Regions from separate parts of the Mus musculus genome. Here regions 1, 2 and 4 are each linked to region 3. A link is a contact called in public promoter capture Hi-C data. All regions are on one chromosome and are shown on one strand. The core of a region is the stretch at or near the end of the contact, and the rest is flanking DNA. Distances in the headings are between cores, read along the strand shown. Region 1 holds the start of Cacng3 (calcium channel, voltage-dependent, gamma subunit 3). Region 2 overlaps Hs3st4 (heparan sulfate (glucosamine) 3-O-sulfotransferase 4). Region 3 holds the start of Zkscan2 (zinc finger with KRAB and SCAN domains 2). Region 4 overlaps Hs3st4 (heparan sulfate (glucosamine) 3-O-sulfotransferase 4).

Region 1 (4,887 bases), core at 1,995-4,494, 830 kb after region 3:
ACAACATAGCAAGGGCTGAGTATAAGTGACACTCTGCGGAGTCATAGGGTGACAAGACACAAGAAAGCATCTCTTGTGAGTGTCGTGGTCCTCATGAGCATTCACAGTCATTCCCAGGGTCACTGTAAACATTCATTACAAACAAACATGTTGGCACTAACATCATAATTTCTTGAAGGACTTTTAGAAAATTTAGATTCCAGGGATGCACCATAGACCTATGGAGGCCTGGAATGTAGTTGTAAAGTCTGATAATCTATTTTTAAAAACCTATTCATAAGATTCCAGTGGCTAGCCAAGTGTGGGGACAATACATATATATTTGAATACTTCTGCTGTTAGGGGACTCATTATTGCTTCAAGCCTCTTACCCCACGCTGGTTAGTTATTTATATTTAGGTAAAACACCGACCCCCTTGAGGCCACAAAGAACATTTCAAATCTCTCTTCCAAATGACAGCCTTTCATAAGTTTGCATACAGCTGTCATGTCCCTCCTGAGTATTTTCTTATTTGGAGCAAAATATTCACATTGTCTCATGGCTCTTAAAGTATGAAAAAAGAACTCTTCTAAATGATGTGTAAGAAAAAAATAATTTAAAATACTCCTTACATAGGTTCTTTGATGTTTAGAAAACCAGAAGATGAGAATGTTGCTGTTCTGAGACAGACAGGAGCTAGTGAATAGAAATGGCTATCTATCTTCATCCTTACAGAGGATGGAGATCCTAGAATATATGCTGTCTGTTGCATGTGTCTTACCATGCAGAAAACAGAGGTTCCTGCAAATTTCTTGAGCACCCGATGTGTTCAATCCATTAAGAAGAATCTTGGCTTCAAATTTTCGCCAGGCCCATCTAGATGGTAAAAACTTTTCCGGTTCATAATGGTTTATGTATCTTTCCGAATGGAATGCTTTAGAACATGAGACTTAGCTGAGAAAAACTATAAGAAGGCTCCAACAAGTTTTCTCAAAAGAACTGACTAGCCCAAGAACACATCTCCAGTCCTTCTAATTCTTCCCCAATCTCCTTTCTCAGTTACCCGACTGAAGCCATGGAACACTCAGTTGGGGCTTTGGTCCCAGGCATGAACTGTAGGCCTAGAGCAGCATGTCGAAGAGAGGAGGAAATGCTCTTTATGCAGGTTTGAAGAAAGGTTCAGGAAATGTAGGCCCTGATTTTATCCTGACAGACATTTAAATAAATGAGGCAGGGTGAAGAATGTCAGTATCACTGTTTAATTTTACATTTCCAGAATATTTCCAAGGGGCAAAATGACTATAAACCTGATGTACTTCTGTATGGCTTTTAGCTGGGGAAGAACCCGGGTTTTTTTTTTTAATGCCACTTATGTAGGCATCGTCATATATACCAATCACAGCATTGCAAAACTGATTCGATTCATAATTGCCAACACAGCAAAGGGAATGGTGGAAATTCTCCAAGGTGAATGACCTCATGCTAGCCGACTGCAAATGGTCAGAAATAACCACATTTTAGAATTTCTGTCAGTTTACTGGCTGCAGTGTACGCTTCAGTAGTTCTAACTCAAGACTATTGATTCTGAATCAGTCATTTCTTGGGTTAACTGAGAGTTAAAAGGGACAAATCTCTTAGCTAAGAGTATAGAGACCATTTGCAGCAGTACTTGGTGTTTTCTGACTTCACATGAAGTAGCCCTTTCCCTCCTGGGTTTCCCACCAGTTGCAAATCTGTGTTGGAAACAGAATCAACTGTAGTGGCGCTATAGGCAGGAGAGTTCAGAGCGTCAGGACGTGGGAAGGAGGCCAGAGAATGATGCAATATTACACTAGCAAGTGATGTCATAGCATTAGTTCCCAAGTCATTTACATAAATGCGAGTTCCCAAGAAACCCTGAGAAATGCCACAGGGAATGCAGGGGGAGGAACCAAGGGAGATCGAGGGGAGGGGAGGAAGCCTGTATTTTCCTGACTATCACTGTGATAAACTTCACTGACTTCCTGGAAGCCAGAGAAACAGCAAAAATCAACCAAGCAGACAAAATCCCTTCTTAGTGGCCCTTTAATCTAGTGGCTCCCTTAGGTAGCAGGTTCACAAAGCTTTGATTTTCTTCATTATTTTTTCACTCCTTGTGATACCCAGGTATTGTCCACTGAAACTGACAGTCACTCTTCAAGTGGTGAAGCAAGTTTAGTAGTGACATAGGCTACCTAAGAGCTCCACATTCTAAAATGGCCTGCCCACCTCATTATAATTTAGAGCAAATCCTCTAATTTTTAAAATTAGAAGCAATGAGATGCAATTCTCAGAGTCAGTCTTATCTAAATGTCAAGGAAATACATTTGCTGGTGATGGGCGTGATTTATGAATGAAGTCAGGTGGAGAGCAAACACCAAGACTTCAGTTTTATTTTGAGCCTAAATAATGAAACACTTATTCATAAAGACATTTTCTTTAGATGTGAGGGTGTGGGGATTAGGGCTTACATATTGTTCCCTAGTATAAGTTAACAAAGGGAGTTCATGACAATGTCTAGTTGGACCAAACTCAGAAGAGGCTGGTAAGCTTTTATTGATTAAAAGATAAAAAACCAGATCAGAGTGCTCCAGGTTAGATCAGTCCCTCAGCACCTTCCTGTCTTCTCTGCTTCCATTCCTTAATAATCCCCATTCACCAAAATGTAATTAAACAAATCCAAAGTCTCCTTCTATAGACAGAAATCCAAGCAGTGCACAACATGCTTAGAGACTCGGGATTAGAGGCTTTCTCAACTGCAGAAGGTGTTTAAGAGCGTTACAAAATCACATCACATTTGGCATAGACCAAAACCAATCAACAAGACCCAACCCTTCCATCCACACAGCACCAGGCTCCGTGGAAGCATAGTCTGGACCCTCACATATTTCCAACAACAATTAAAACTATTTTTCTTCCCCTCCATTGCCTCTATTTCCCCCCCAACACATGTCAGGACATTAGAAGCAGATCATTCAGAGCCAGTGAGAGGAATTTGTAAGTACCTTCCAAGCAGCAGGTCCTCCACAACCCGGAGTGGGTCATTACTTCTTCATTCTTCCTGCTGGTTTCATTGTCACTTGTAGATTTAGTCCTGCACACACCTCTGGAATATAGCCAGTAGTCCGTGCCCACTGCAATGGTCATTAAACTAAAAGCTGCGAAGGCTCCTACAGTAGTGATCAACATCTGGATACCTCTGTCACACATCCTCATAATTCTTCATGGTACTCTGAACGGCTGGGGGTTGGAGGGGTAGATTCAGTGACAGACGGGAGAATCACTCTGCAGCTGGGTAACCTAGGACGGCCTCTTCCAAAAATCCAGATCTCCTTTTGTCAGCATCCACGGGGACTTTGGGAAAGCTGGGATTTCCTGTCTTGGGCTCTCTCCAGTTCCCCGAGTCCTCTATGGCCCTCGGGAGGGTGCGGGCTCCAGGGGGTTGGTCCACATCACTGCCGCGGTCAGAGGATTCCTGGGTTGCTTTCATTCCTCAGGAGCTTGGTGAGGACTAGCGTTTGTGCAGGGCATGGCTTCGGAGCTTGGAGCTGCCAGCTTGGTTTGAGATGCGCCTGGTTTCTCACAGCCCCGAGAGACTCAAGGCAAAAGAAACCCAGAGAGGTCTGGTGTGTGAGCGTGTGAGCGTGTGTGCGTGTGTGCGCGCGTGTGTGTGAGTGTGTGTGTACGTGTGTATGTGTGTGTGTGCGTGTGTATGTGTGTGTGAGTGTGTGTTTGTGTGTGTGTGCGCGCGTGCGTGCGTGTGTGCGAGCGCGTGTGCTGGGGGTGAGGGCGGATGGCAAAAAATAGCTCTGCTGGGAGGCGAGTCGCTGAGAAGAGTGTTCACTGCTTCCCCAGCCTCCCAGGAAAGCTCTCCGCCTGCTCTCCACACCCCCGCGCAAACTGGAGAAAAGGGAGAGTCCTGGGGCGGGGGCCGGCCACTTGCGTCGGAGAGCTGAGGTCCGTGGTGCTGAGCGGACAGCTCCTCTCCTGTTGCCCAGCCTCCCACTTCTCAAGGCCGGGTCGTTGGAGGTCCGTGGTGCTGAAGGGACAGCTCCCCTTGCCGCTGCACCGTTCCTCGTGGTCCTAGTCTAGGAACTCCGGGTGCTGAAGGGTCCCTTCCCTAACACTCTCCTAGTGCGTTCCTAGAGCCAGCCAGCCAGCTCAGCTCTGCGTACTCAAGCCCACAACCAAGCAAAGTTTCGGGAGCCCAGGGCAATCAGCATCAGGGCTTCAGGGCACTGCAGTACGGCGGATCCGGCTCCTCAGAGGGAAGGGTTAAGGACAAGGGCCCACAGCGCACTCTGGCGCGCGCGTTATCTCAGAGCCCACCCCACGCAGCATTCTCTAATCAACCCTCCTCCTCATCCCTGAGCCCAATGAGCCAGGCAACTTTGCTCTTTGCTGCAGGAGTCCACTAGGGAGACAGAAGCCGGGAAAGATCTAATCTTTTTAAAGGGATGGGAGACTGACTGGTGGCTCACTTGGGTGGGCAAAATGTTGTCTATGTGTATTTGTCTCAATTTCATTCCTCAGAAAACAAACCAATATGTCTACCCTCCTGTCTCCGGAGCTCAGATTTACACAGGAGACAGTGTGCTTACATCAGACCCAGAACCATTCATATGTATATGTGAACATATATACCTCTAAAGGGCTGAAGGAACTAAATGTACCTAAACTGTTGTTTACATATCAGGGACCTTGGATGAAGGGATGTAAAGGTTTGATTTCTGAATACACTTCTTAAATATTTTCACACTTTTACATTTGAGGGGGTGGTGAATTCAGGATGAGAGAGCATTGAAAACGTCAGCTTCTCTCCAAAGGCCCTGGTGCTGTTCATTTGTTAACATCTTCTAAGTCAGACCAGGATGCAGGTGTAATTAGGT
Region 2 (5,175 bases), core at 927-3,426, 630 kb before region 3:
GCTGCAGGCTGCCATATGAGTAACCGAATCCATTAACAGCCATGACGGCAAGGATGAACCTGATTGGGGTTATTAAATATAGATAATCATAAGACAGATCCCCACACGCTATCTGAAAGAAGCTGAGCTGGTGGAATTAACCAGTCTCAGAACACAGCCTCTAACAGTGTTCCCTACCAGGAACCACACCTCACAGTATTCACACCCAACTGGCCCCAGATGCAGCTCTGACCAACAGGATGGTGTGGACGTTTAAGGGTTGGCTCATATACAGTACAACTTCCTTCAAGCTTTCTCCTATGAAAATGACATATGGCAAAGACCACCTAGCTATGAGAATATGGAGAAAGTTCCTGGGGGGTCTCCAATGAACAGCTCCCAGCAGAAGGTCTATTCCCAACAGCACGAGTTAGTCTCCAGCCTCCAGAGGTTGCCATGGGTACTGCCTAAGAAACCGCAAAGGAGACTTGTCGTGCTGAGTCAAAATGTAGAACTGTGGGAAATCATGAAGGGTCATTTCAGCCCTCTAAGGATAGATCATAGACAGCAGTGGATAACTGGAATGATGTCCTGTTTTCCAGGAAGAAAGTGGTCTCAGGGAGAGATTAGTGAAACTTATGCTGCAGAGGTAGTAGGCAGGAGCAGCCTTCTTCTCAAGACCTGGTAAGTGGTTTAGAATATTAGTCACAGTGTTCTCTCTTTATATGTTAATTTCATAAAGTACACTACCTCAGAGAAGATTAGGTATTATTACCCTATTTTAGAGGTGAAGAAATTGAAGTTTCAGAGAATAACATCTAGAATAATATCTAGCTCAAAAATCACATGACTTAGGAACCACTGGAGCCAAAACACTTTCAAGTTGCTGATTCACCTGGGAAAGAGTAGCAGGAAGACTGTATCAACATGGTCAAATAGTCCTAAAAGGATGCTCATCTCCACGCATTGTAATAAACATAGATAAATAAAAATGCTCATTTCTAGAATCCCAGTCTTGAAACCATAGTCGATTGGCTTTCTTATGATGCACAAACCCAAAGAAAGCATCAGGATTAATCAGTTAATCTACTGAATACCTAAGATATCTACCTCAAGTCCTGGATTCTAGGAAGAAAAGTGAACACACAGTTTGCTTACTTCAGAAATATCACAGTCTTTCAGTAGAAAGAAAAAAAAAAGCACAGTATAGTGTGATCCTTCAGATAGTCTAAATCTATACAAGATATTATAAGATAAGAGATATGAAGAGCAGTGTTGATGGCCCTGGAACTTCCCCTGCTAAGTCTGGGCTGTGATGATGTGGAATGGACCTAATAAAGCTTGGCACGGGGGTAAGAGCTTTAAGTTGTATGAGTCTGGGTTGAAGTTTGGTCTTTTGCTATATTGTAAAATATTGGCCCCTAAGACCTGATTGCTCCCAAGGACTAGAGAATCTGCACATAGACCCAAGTGACACTATGTGACCTTGCCACCCCCCCCCCCCCCAGTTATCCCTGATTCGGGAATAAAGATGCCTACAGCCTATAGCTGAGCAGAATTGAGATAGGCAGGGTTTGAGGTTCCCTGGCTTGAGTACTGAGGAGAATCATGAGGAGAAAGAGAAGGCAAGAAGGAAGATGCCATGGGTTAGAGGAAAATCGTAAAGCATAGCCATGAGAACTGGCCAATTGAAGTTAAGAGCGGCCCAGATGGAACATGGTGAATTATAATTTGGGGTTATAGATTCTAATAGCTTAGAGGGTAGATATCTGCCCAGCTCTAGTGTTGATTAAGGCTTATTATAAGTTAAAAAAAAAAAAAGAAGCAGATTGAAGAAAGCCTCTGCTGTTTGAACGTATCAGTAATTGCCCAATATATTAACATAAGCTCAGATCTTTGCGTGTAAAATGCTTATATTCCTCAATACTGCAAGTACTTCGCTAAATCTACCAGAAATGGTCCACAGTGCCTTGTGTAATTTACAAATCTAAGCCAAGGCTTCCAGACTCCCTGAGGTGACCTTTTCTTCAACAAAAGGCAACCTCATCTGAGCCACTTCCCTGCACGGTGGAAAGAGCAGGCTCTGCAGCTGGACTTGCCATATGACGGAGAGTCCAAAATGTCAAGGAGCCATTGACTCTGGAGTCTGTGCCAATGCAGAGCAAATATGGGTTCTTGCCGCGGTGGAGCTGGGCTCAGCCCCAAAGTGCCAGATGGTTCTGAGTGCTCAAGAATAAAGCCATCTGCAGAGCAACGCCTTCTACGGCTGTTACAATTTGTACTGATTACTAGCCTTCATCAGAATGTCTTTAGGATGCTTACCCACCAGTAATCCTGTCCCCTTCGTCACAGCTCTGAATTGAGGACCACATTTTTGCTTATAAGAACAGGACAAGCATATTGAATAAATATTCCCCACGCCACCCACTGATGCATGTCTTAATCTATATTATTCCACCTACATAGGAAACTCATAGACTAGATGATGATTTAGACCCTGCTTGGAACACAAGAGGCTATATGACATTGACCCTAGTTTGGAATTTGGCTGAAGGATTAAACATTATGAGAATTAAATACAAAGTTTATTTGGCTAATTATGATTGCTGCTCCCCACCCCACCCCCCACTCAAATCCTACTTGACCACAAATGGCTCATGAACTGAATCCGGCACAAATTCAACCATGTACAAATATTTGGGTGCAGCTCGCAACCACAAAGGTTTCGTGTTATTTATTTAAGCCAAGCTGGGGAGATGAGTGACAGTTTACACTGGGTGCTACTCTTTATTGCATCAATGGTAGCCCTAGTAGGTTGATACATTATTTCTTTACAGCACTCAAAGCATTAATGTACTAATAAAATGAGTTAATGACCCATTTCAAAATGCCCTTTATGGAAAAAAACTTTTTTTCTATTCCAAAAAAAAACTGATATTACATTATTTTTACCATTATCATATGATAGAACCTGATAACATGAGAACCCTAGGCTGCTAGGAAGTTACATAGTGACCAACAATCTATTTGTTATTGCTTTAAAAACAAACAAAACAAAAACAAAACAAAACAAAAATCCTACAAACTGTCAAGATTCTAGCCTGATTCCACAGGTCCACACTGTGTGGATTACAACTGGCCTCTTTTTGAAATAGTCAGAGAGAATCTTGAGCCCACTGAAATTTCTACAGCAATAACCAAAGCTTTCTGCCAGATATGTGTAACAACTGGTTTCTCAAAAACCCTTTTCAGGACATTTGTGTCAGAGGAATTTAAAGGAAGGGAGGCAGGCACCTGACCTCTACAGTCTCTGTTACGTACCAGTGTGCTATCAGGCATGAGCAGATGGTCAAAGATGCCCTGCCATGTTGTAAGAGAAAAGAACTGAAAATAATGTGTAGGTTTGCATTGATCAGTGTGCATAGTGTTACTCAGCGGATCAATCTGAACCCACCGTGGGGTCACAGCACAGAGATGCTGTATGGTGGAACTGTTAATCAGACAGTCTCATCTCTGCCTGTACTTTCTGCTTTAAAACCATTAGTGTTGGTCTTTATGTAGGGGATTGAATCCGCCTTAAAAGAGTCCAGTGCAATTCCATCAAAGTAGATGCTTTCTGGCTTTTGTGGCCATACCCTTGCCTAGAAAATTAGATGTTCCCCCAGAAGGAGCATGTCAAAGGCAGGACAGCCTATCCAGACCCTCGTGTGGTTGACTAGACTCCCATTTAACACTTTATCACACAGTAAACACTGCAGGGCTGTATATGCTGGTCAGCAAGGCCCCTGAATTTGTATAAACACTGGAACGCAGCGCCATGCTTCAGAAACTGCTTCTTTGTAACAGAGGTAGAAGGACAGAGCTCACCGACTTACTGAAACTGCTGGCTGCCAGAGGGTGCAGGGTCGCTTGCCTTTGCCTGTTAATCTGTCCTCATGCCTAGCTGAGGAAGCACAGCAGATTCTCCTAAACGGATACAACTATTCAAAAATTCTTTTTTTAAAAAAATGGGGAGAGAATAGAGTAACAATCTCATTATTTGCCTCTGAGTGGCAATGTATGATTTCTCTGCCAGACAGAGGGTCACCTGTAGAAAGGGAAGAGGTTTTCTTTTGTGAGGTTTTATGTGATGCCCTGATCCTATCAGATATTTCTTCCCAAACAGCTATATTAATAATGAAGTGATCTGTTCCCTGCATTCTATAGTACATTAGGTCTGTTCTGAGAGGTTAATCTTTAAAGACTATTTAAAAGGATCAATACCAATGCAGATATAGACAGAAGCTGGATTTACATGTCTGATAGTTGGACTTCAGAGCCTTTTAATGCAGGCTATTCCTGCACTCTAGCTAGGCTTGAGAGCACAGTGCTTGCTGTTACCTGACACTTCAGAATGAGTGGGTTCCTCAACCTGCTAGATCCCCCAACCAAAGACTTAATTTCACAGTGCCAAGGCCAAGTCTTTCCTGTTTTATTTATGTAGAATAGTGACACCTAGTGGTTGGGACAGCAAATCCACGAAACAGAATTCTTTAGTGGCAACACCCACTCTTCCCTGGGATTAAAACAAAAAGAATCCCCTAAGGGGTTTGACCCTCTTCTTGGGCAAGCAATAAGGCACCCAATGATACATGCTGAAGAATAACCTCGCTGAGTTAGACTTCTCCAGATACCCTGGAAAAAAATGGAAAGCTAGAATCATGCCCAAGAAAGGGAGGATCCATGGGAACTATGGAAGGATGAACAGGTATTGGTGTTCTAAAAAAAGAAGTAGGAACCAGTGGGGCCACCACAGCTTCTAAGTAGTCAACTGAGGACATGTGAGGCTTGTCCAAAGACTGTGGATAAAACTGCATGCTGAGGATATTGTATCAATAATGAAGATGGAAAATGGGCTGCGAAGATGAATCACAATCAAACATTCCCTCCGCTCTGTCTTTAGGCTGTGGATCCTGAGAGCTGAAAACTATTATCCTTCCCTTCTGTTAGAGTCAGCTACATCTGTCTGACAAATGCCAGGTGCATAGTAAATGCTGAGTAAGAAGGGGAAAGGGAGGGAGGGAGGTAAGGAAGGAGGAAAGGAAAGAAGGGGCAAGGGAAAGATGGAAGGAGGGATGGAGAGAGAGAGGGGGAAGGAGGGAGGGCGGGAGAGGGAGAGAGAATATAAATCAGGGCAGATAAGTACGACTTCTGGGA
Region 3 (4,555 bases), core at 92-2,591:
GTTCATGGTAAATCTCCCTAAGTCCAACAAGCCTTCAAGTTTGTGACCTTGAGCTGCTGAGATGTGCACCTGGCTTAATACCAACAAGAGGGCCATGTACATAAAAGACCCTATTCTCATCCCATGACTCCCCATCACCTTTAGCGCTTGCACCACCCTTACTGAGGTCTCAGCGCCCTAAACTCTAAAATAGAGACAACCTCATCCTCTCTATGGGATTCTTGTGAAGGCCAGTCTTTGCTCAATCCCCACTAGAGGTCTGTCTTTTGGATCTCATCCTTAGTACTACTTCTTCCAAGAAATTCACCCAGACCTCTTACCTAAACCAAATCTTGAATGTGTTTCTCTTCTTGGAAGGATTCACCCCAGGTATACAGAACTTTATTTGTAACTACTAATGATAGGAGATCTTGTTTTGCTTATCACCTACCACCATGTCTGGTAAGAAACCAGTACTCAATAATACTATCTTTAAATGCAATTAAAACAGGCTGTGTATTGGCTCCATCTCTCCCGTGGCAGATACTAACTAGATGCACCCGCGGATTATTCCGTTCTGACCTTCCTTCAGTTTATGCCGTGCCATTTATCCTTATGGTATTCTCTATGCCGCTTCGATGCTAGAACTAGCCAAATCATGGCAAAACCTTTGAGAAATAAGTCATTGGTCTGTTTTCTAATAAGCTACCTGCCTCTGAGAATAAGAGTTGTGCTGCCCACTAACGATGCCAAGAGCCTAAAACATTGTCACAAAGTAGGCACTTACAGGACAGACATTTATGAGCCAGCAGGCTCTGAGACATCTAGCTATGAAGTTTTGCAGCAGTAGGGGAATCTAGGCCCGGTCCTATTAGGTCCCAGATAGCCCGTTGGCTACTCAGACCTCAGAGCCTTGGGTAATTAAGAGATTCCCCAAAATGAAAATAAGCCTTCTCCTGACCATACATTTGAACAGAGCTAGCCACACATCCTTCCTCAGGAGTCCTGGCTCCAACCAAGGCTCCCAGACAGTAGCAATCCATGCACAGCCAGATGCTGACTGTAATCCCTCCGCCAGTTGTCACAAAGAAGTCCCTCCACCCGCAACCCCAACACACACGCGCGCACCCCTTCCACTAAAGAAATTACTCCAGCCTCCCGCAACGTCTGCCTGGCCTGAGGCAGGACGCTAGCTCGCGTCCTGCTTCACAATCTCTGGAGGAATAGGATCAGACCTCAGCGTGTCCCTCCGCCCAGAATTTCCCTTCACCCTCATTCCTAAAGTCCCTCGGCGGCAAGTCGCGGTGCTGCGCGCTCTCGCGAGATTCCTCCACGCATGCCTTCCCGCCCCCCTCCTTGCCCGCGAGGAAGCCTCGCACGGACCCCGGTCGCGAGCGGCGCATGCGTGGCCGCGGCTCCCAGCGCCCCCCGCGCTCTGCGCTGGCGGAGCTGACAGGGCAGCGCGCCAGCCGTTCGCCGCCCCCCGCGAGGCCTAGCCTCATCCCGCAGCTTCTTCCCCTCTGGCCGAGGTTCTCGGCATCCTCGTGCGGAGGAACCCCGAGCGCTGCAGGCGCCGCTGCGAGTCCGGACATTCCTGCGCTCGCGCCCCTGGTGGGCACCTGCAGCGGCCTGGACCTGGACCAGGACCCCAGGGCTGGCCGCGCCTCGCGGACACACCCCCTCCCGATCGGCGCCTCCGCCCAGCATCAGTCCCCTGGGTCCCCTTCCAGCCTAGCTTCTAACCTAAGGTCTTTCCGACCTTGCACCTTAAAGAACCTCATGGGAGGGGGCGCATCTTGATTGGATAAGAGGCCGGGTTTGCAGACTTTGGGGTGGGTGCACATTCACCCTTTCAAGAGCCTTGTACAAATTTGATTAATCAGCCTGGAGTTCCTTGTCCCAGCTAACTGCTGTCTTTTATGTCTCTACGGTCCCATATTTCCAAGGGCATTAAGTGGAGGGCACTCGGAAGCTTCTCTGGGCCCTGACTTGGAGCTAGACCTGTTGGCCCCATTGGATCATGGCTACTGTCATGAACCCTCAGATCGACGTGGAAGTTGAGGAGTGCCTCATAATGAAAGTGGAAAAGGACTCCGAGTGGGTATCGGAGCCCATTCTGGAAAGATCAGGCAGCACTGAATGTGAGTCCTTCCGTAAATGCTTCAGGCAGTTCTGTTATGAGGATGTGACAGGACCCCATGAAGCTTTCAGTAAACTCTGGGAACTCTGCTGTCGGTGGCTGAAGCCAGAAATGCGTTCCAAGGAACAGATCCTCGAGCAGCTGGTAATCGAACAGTTTCTCACCATTCTGCCTGAGAAGATTCAGACCTGGGCGCAGAAGCAATGTCCAGAAAGCGGAGAGGAGGCGGTGGCCCTAGTAGTGCATTTGGAGAAAGAGACCAGAAGACTTCGAAAGCAGGTGAGCGAGGATTTTAAAGGGATGTGGTGGGAAAGGCAGGTGGGCAGGGCTACATTTCTGGAAGAAGAGCTCATTATAGAAATAAATGGGACTTTTAAAAGATCCGGAAACCAAATTCCCCAAAAAGCAGATTTGAAATTCATACTAAATGGAGGAGAGAATTTTGGTTGAACTATGATCTTGCAAATTAAACTAAAAGTATGGTTTGTTTGTTCTAATCCTCAGTATAATGTTTCTACCAAAACGATAGAGACAGTATTAAATAGCTAATGCCTCACAGGGTTTGGTGGGAGAGGGAGATCTCATGGATCTCCAGAGCCCTCCCTAACCCTTACCATTCCAGCAGGTGTCCTGTGAAATACTCTCTGTGCCGTGCTCCTCCGCGCTCATCCAGTTTAACGGCCAGATCATCATTTTTCTATGTCCCTGCTTGCCGGTCTGTAGTTATTCTCAGCGCCCTCTTGTTAACCGTGTGAAGTCCTCAGTGTCTGACAGGTTTACAGTCTCACCTTGCACAGGGTGTGCTCAGGAGTTGATTTTGTGATTCTTCACTTCACTAGTGTTCTGATTAGTTCTCTGTGCACCTGATATATAAGAGGACTTTGTAGTAATGACCCCTCAAAAAAATACACAAATAAAGAGCGCTCTCCTTTTCCCATATTCCCAAATGACTGTGAGCCCGCTTCCGTCCGTGGAGATCCTCTCCCCCCTCAGTTCTCCTGCCCTTTAACGTCTCTGTTGGGACTGCAATTCCTTTCCTCCGATTTTCTTTGTTGATGTTGACTTTGTTTTGCAGGTCAGTAGCCCTCTGCCTTCAGAGAAGCAAGCCCCACCTAGAACTGTGTGGGAAGTAGCTGACTTTGAGCCAGAGCAACTGGAGACCCAGCACAGGGTTGTTTCTCTGGAGGAAGCTGGAAGCCTCCACTCAGGACACCAAGAACAGCTGAACCAAAAAAGGGAACATAGGCCATTACCTAAGAATGGTAAGGACTCAGAGTACACCAGGTCAGAGACCGTGTAGTTTATACTGTATCCCTAACACTATGGCTCACTCAGTAGAGGTCCCTTCAATATCCATTTGACAAGTAAATTGAATATTTGAAGTAAATTTTTCATCTATTTCAAGAATCAGAATTATTTACTACCAAAATAAAATGGGATCATAAAGATGGAAATTATGCAAACTTAGATTGTCCAGGGAAACCTTGAATCTTATTGTTATTTTAAAATGCCCATTCAATGTTCAGTTTGTGTCTTTAGTTATGCTATATGTATGTGTGCTCTTGAAAAACTATTAAGAAATGGAAACGGGGCATTTTTATTCCAAAACTTGACTCATAAGAACAGGCATCCCAGCATGATGTATGAGAGGGATAAAAGGTGAGACTCCCAAACAAGGGACAGTGTGCTGTTGTGAATAGGTGTGGTGCCCACAGACTCATGTGTTTGAATGCTTGGCCCATAGGGAGTGGCACTGTTAGGAGGTGTGGTCTTGCTGGAGGAAGTGTGCCACTGTGGGGGGCAGGCTTTGAGGTTTCCTATGCTTAAGCTACTCTCAGTGTGGCACACAGTCTCCTCACTGCCCGCAGATCAGATATAGAACTCTCTTCTCCAGCATCATGTCTGCCTGCACGCTGCCATTCTTGGTTCCATGATGATAATGGACCAAACCTCTGAAACTCTACGCCAGCCCCAATTAAATGTTTTCTTTTATAAGACTTTCCCTGCTCATGGTGTCTCTTCACAGCAGTAAAATACTAAGACAACCAGCATTCAGATCTGCCCATATGAATACAGAAAGTCAAATATGGGGGAAAGAGATGTTCTGTCCTTCCCAGTCCAGGTTCCTGTCCATCTCCTGAAGTGTGGCTTCATCCCAGGCCAGAAGCGAGTTGAGGGAGGATCCTATCTGAAGGCTTCATTCACATCGTGTCTTCCCCAAGACTATGATCTTGGGCAAGAAGCATGAAAACAAGGATTAATACCTAGAGGTTAAGATCTTAGGCTGGAAGAGGCAAACAGACCTGAGTTCACAACCCAGCTCCCCCATTTTTACTTTCTCCGAAACTGTCAAAATTATTCTTAAACTTCAACTCTGACTCAAAAAATTGGAAATATTCGCAATGGCTCTACTGCCATTGCTGAATCCAACCCTAA
Region 4 (4,563 bases), core at 959-3,458, 700 kb before region 3:
GGACAGTGTACCAGCTAAGCCTCCTTTTAAACTTGGCATTAAAAGAAATAAGAAATGATCTCAAAGAAACATGGCAAAGGGGATGAGGGATGAACCCACTAAATACCCAAGGGGGAAGGCAGGGGAGAACCTCACTGATGATTCATGAGAGATCAAGGGAACAGTGGGATAAGACACAAGAATATTGGCATAGATCGGATCAGGTAAAGTTCTACCGTGAACCATGGACATCCCCTAAGTATGGCTATCTCTATTCATGCCAGCCTGCTCCTGAGCCAAATAGCAAGAATAAGATGAGCTTTTCCTTTGTTCACCTGGTATGTTCTCTACTGAACGACCTTGAGGCATTCACAATCTGCAGCCAACACAGAGCCTCTGCTCTATCCAGTTTCTTTGGGGGGCTATTCTGAGGCTCTATCTTTATTGTTCATGCCCTGGCTACTCTGGGTCAGAGCTCACATTATCTTTTCATCTCTCACTTGATCAAAATTTGGAGATGTTGGAGAAAGTAAGGGTAAGTAAAACCCACCTCTCGCTGCATTCTGCCAGAGCCTGGAAAGTGTGAGGTGAAGAAAGGGAGGCGAAAAATCCTAGTGTTCTCCAGCAGGTTAGATGACCCTGTGCCAGCCATGAAGCTCGAACCCTGAGATCTTTACTCCATCTCTCTACTCCTTTAAAATCAACTACAAATAACTCTATTTGCCCCATCCTCTCTATGCTGCTCCTGATGAACAGGAAAAAGCAGACATTTTCTCAGGGACTGCTTTCCTGATTCTTTATAGTCTGATCAGGCAGAGTATTACCAGCGAATTGACAACTGTCTTTAACTGGTAACATTTATCTTGGGGACTCTGCCTCAGAGAGATTCATTCTATGATTTCTGAATCTTTCAAGGAATACCTTCACATTTCTCAATATGAAGCTGCAGCCATGGTGTTGTTTGCTGGCCCTTACAACTTCATTACTAAAGAGGCCAGTAGTGCCAGGCATTCAGCTCCCTGTAATTATTTTTGCTGTATTCTCCATTCAGACTGGGCACTGTTGGTCATTTGCAATGGAATTAAATAAAGCTACATTTATGGCATAGGATGTGTCTTTCTTCTGCCCTGGGCTTTTGGACCTCTGATAGAATCTTCTTGGTAAAACTCTTAGAACACTGTTCAACAGCATGGTAGGATACATCCTGCAGGCCAATCCTGGAAATGGGAGTTCACTAGCAAAACTACCCACTCCCACCCATGCCCTCCTCATGGAATCTGTTTTTATATAAAAACAGCTGAACTCAGGAGCTGCAACAGACACCTCAAACCTGCAAGCCCTGGAGAATTTATTATCTGACCTTTAGCAGAGCATGCTGGCACCTACACAACACCCTATGCTTCTAAACTATAAGCCACATCCAAAATACTTCACAGGGTTTGAATGCCTTTACCCACATGAAATCCCTTTTCATGGATAGGACTGCGAAGATTCAAGAGTTCTTCAGTGATGGCCTGGCATCTTGGTGCTGCATGGTAACAAAGTTAAAAGACTACTGTTACATCAGCTGTGACTGACTTGTGCTTCCATAGCAGTGGTTATCTGTAATCTTGATATCTGAACTGCACTGATCTTCCCAAGCTACTTGACCCTGCCAAAGGAGGCAAGGCACCTTGTCTAATTCTGAACCTTTATTCTAAGAAGTCTGGGATGCAGGATAGCCAGTAGTGTTGGAAAATTAGATGATATATGGAGGGGGCATAAATACATTGAGTCTCAATTAGGAGTTTCCCAGTGATTATTAAGTTGATAAGCAACTTATGCCAATCTATTCATAGTGGTCTAGGGCCCCTGGGAATCTACTTCTATAGGACTCCTCTAGTTCTTGCCTCAAAACTCGATCCAATCTCCAGGAGCAGGTGGCTGGACTATGACATCTTTCTGGATCTTATGGGCTCTGGCAATCCCTGCTAGGATCCTGGAAGGTTTGATGTAACCACTTTTATTTTTTCATTCTGCTTGCTCTTTCTACTGAGCATTATACTGTATCATGCCAGGCCGGATGAGGATCCTGGCCCCCTTTCCTTCCTGAGCTTAAACTTGAAGACTTCTCCCTAAGCTGGCTCATTCTTGATGTCCCAAAAAGCCTCATGATAGCACACCCTGCAATGTAACACTTAGCAACTCCTAGTCAGCAATGCAAAGAGCACCTGCTCTCAAGCTAGAAAGAGATGCCTTGTCCTTGAATATCTGCTGCGTGTCTCTCACAGCCCAAGATTCTAAGTAAGCCCTGGACAAGAAACAGATGTTCAGTGAAACTCCCACAGATAAGTTTCCAGCCTCTCATCTACCTGCTCCATCACCATATCTTTTAGTAATATAAGAAAATAAACATCATTAAATGACCCAAGCAACTGTTCAGCACCATGGACAGAAGAAGCTTAAGAACACATCATTCTATAAACTTGGCTGGCTAGTTGGAATCTGAGCTTCCTAAGGGACTCAGCTCTGGCATATGTCATTAGGTCCAAGCTTTGATGCTGCCAGAATGGGCTTGCGCTGACTGCCAACCTCCAAAAATCAGATATTCTGCCTCAGATGCCAGCAGGCAGCTCATCTCCCTCCCCGCACCTATGATTCATCCTCCCCTCCCCTTTTCTATCACAGACACACATCTGTTCCGACTTAGGATAACTAAAGGAAAATTAAATGAATCTGTTTCGTGTGTCTCAGGGGTTATTTATAGGAGTTTAATACAGGCTGATTCAAAAATAAAGAAATAAAGAGAGAAATAAAAATAAGTTATCTTCCCAGAAAGCCAGGAGAAGTTCAAGGGAGAGGAAAATAAGTCATGTTCTCAGGCTGATGAAGCTGTAAGAGTCTTTGGTTTATCACAGTCTTTCTTCCAGGTCCTGTGGAAATCAATGAGGCCTGTTGGATTTTGAGAGATCGATATTAAAAATGCGCACTTTGCAATGCAGAACATGTACCCAGTGTGTGTGTTTCAAGGGGCTGTGTGCCAACGGAGCAATCTTAATCAAGCACTTTGAGGAGTGTAAATATTGACTGTTGGGATAAGGATATCTCTGGGTCCTCCTCCAGGATGCTCTGCTGATATCCAACTTTTTGTCTCACGCTACGTGGCTACAGCAGGTGGCCGAGGCTCTGGGTCACTACAGATTCTTCAGGGATACTTATAGTCTCCCTGTGATGAAACCTGTCAGAACACAGGTCAGGGAGATAGCCATAAGTTCCAAAAGAAATCTGTATAAGGCCAAAGACAATATGGATTTTCATTTGGAAAAAAACACGTAATAGGCTTGAAACCTGCCAACTCACTCTCTGCATCCCCATGTCTGCATCATCCTTCCCCAGCCCCCTTTCTGAGTGCTCCTAAAACCAGGCCCCAGCTATCAATCTTCCCAGACAACTACTGTGGCCCTAATTATACCCACCTCTCCTATTTTAAGTATAACCCTTCATTAAGACAGGCCTCCCACACTTTCTCTATGACTTGGGGTCTGGTAGTTCATTAGTAATTTATTTAATTGTGGTGCAATTTCCATACACATTGCCTAGATTCCAGCCACAATGGCCCTCAATGGGTCTTGGTTTTTCATATCTCCAAGGATTTTATCTGTAAATAATAGTAGTCTCCGATTTATCCACAGCTGATGCCCCACACTGTGGATAGTTCTAACACTTGAGTGACTAACAGAAGGGTCATATAGGCACAATGGACACTATGGGCAACTGAATGATTCACATCTAAGCAGGATGACCCAAGAGTGGACACAGAGTCTGTGGTGCACTTAGAGGAATGTGGAATTTGAAATGATAACTTGTTTATTTCTGAAAATTTCCACACCATTGTTGACCACAAATAGTTAACACATTGAGAGGGAAACCATAGTTGGGGTTATTGCCATAGGTATCAGTATGCAGATCTAATAACTTCCTTCTATTCACTCTTCTTGATTTTTGTAGAAAGAAATGAATACTTCTTGGAGCAATTATGAAGAAAGAAAAAAAACACTCCAATTCCAGTACTTATTTCATGATATCTTTCTTATTTGCCTGTCTTTAATCAGTGGAAGTCCCTTGAGAGCAAGAAACTTCTCATGACCATTGCTTCCTCTGAGCACCCTGGCATTATGGGCAGACATGAAGTAAGGAACCTGTAAACAGAGAATGAGTAAAAAGTCTCTCTCAAAGACTAGACTATAAATTAACTCTAATGATTCTAGTTGAGTTTATATTCTGGCCACATAGTAAGGCATCCAACATAGAGAGTAATGAAAAAAAAATGTGCCAAAACAAACAAACAAAAAACATCCACCATAGTTTGTTGGATTAAACTGACTTGGAAAGTATTTCACAGGAAAACTTATAAGGGGTCTCAAGATGATATCTCTATCTGTGCACACAGACAAGCTGAGATCTGAAAAGTAAGACTGCCTCCCACAGAAGAAAAGCAAATTTTACTGAGGATCAAGGACAAAAGATGCCCAAATCTCAACACCCCAAGTCACCAATTATGCTCCTCAGGCTCAACAATTCTATTTATGAACATAAATCCTCACC

The links. Promoter capture Hi-C pulls out the DNA fragments that hold promoters and counts their contacts.
Region 1: a contact with region 3 is called in a promoter capture Hi-C map of embryonic stem cells, with 3 times the contacts expected there. The contact joins the promoter of Cacng3 here to the promoter of Zkscan2 in region 3. A contact is called at or near these places in 4 of 39 promoter capture datasets (embryonic stem cells and liver).
Region 2: a contact with region 3 is called in a promoter capture Hi-C map of hippocampal neurons, with 3 times the contacts expected there. The contact joins the enhancer-like site here to the promoter of Zkscan2 in region 3. A contact is called at or near these places in 6 of 39 promoter capture datasets (the 3T3-L1 cell line, 3T3-L1-derived adipocytes, hippocampal neurons and 3 more) and 2 of 115 datasets of contacts at active chromatin or transcription factors (embryonic forebrain and forebrain).
Region 4: a contact with region 3 is called in a promoter capture Hi-C map of second pharyngeal arch cranial neural crest, with 3 times the contacts expected there. The contact joins the enhancer-like site here to the promoter of Zkscan2 in region 3. A contact is called at or near these places in 7 of 39 promoter capture datasets (the 3T3-L1 cell line, the HPC-7 cell line, cranial neural crest and 4 more) and 2 of 115 datasets of contacts at active chromatin or transcription factors (astrocytes and stem cell-derived neural progenitor cells).

What each region holds. Positions count from the first base shown.
Region 1 is chr7:122,670,101-122,674,987 of GRCm38.p6, reverse strand. It overlaps Cacng3 (calcium channel, voltage-dependent, gamma subunit 3), which reads right to left and starts at 3,244. Exons shown (of 4, transcript NM_019430.2): 1 at 3,004-3,244. The coding sequence starts at 3,214.
Region 2 is chr7:124,128,477-124,133,651 of GRCm38.p6, reverse strand. The region is part of intron 1 of Hs3st4 (heparan sulfate (glucosamine) 3-O-sulfotransferase 4); the gene reads right to left. Among named protein-coding and RNA genes, the nearest start is that of Gm25759, 15 kb to the left of the region's middle. Within about 2 kb of position 2,176, at least 26 of the 459 cell types and tissues checked have an H3K27ac peak or open chromatin away from gene starts, as enhancers often do. A contact at or near this core is called in hippocampal neurons, where this site is marked.
Region 3 is chr7:123,497,412-123,501,966 of GRCm38.p6, reverse strand. Zkscan2 (zinc finger with KRAB and SCAN domains 2) reads left to right here and starts at 1,341. Exons shown (of 7, transcript NM_001081329.2): 1 at 1,341-2,398; 2 at 3,195-3,381. The coding sequence starts at 2,000.
Region 4 is chr7:124,196,961-124,201,523 of GRCm38.p6, reverse strand. All of the region lies in intron 1 of Hs3st4 (heparan sulfate (glucosamine) 3-O-sulfotransferase 4), which reads right to left. Among named protein-coding and RNA genes, the nearest start is that of Gm25759, 53 kb to the right of the region's middle. Within about 2 kb of position 2,208, at least 13 of the 459 cell types and tissues checked have an H3K27ac peak or open chromatin away from gene starts, as enhancers often do. A contact at or near this core is called in second pharyngeal arch cranial neural crest, where this site is marked.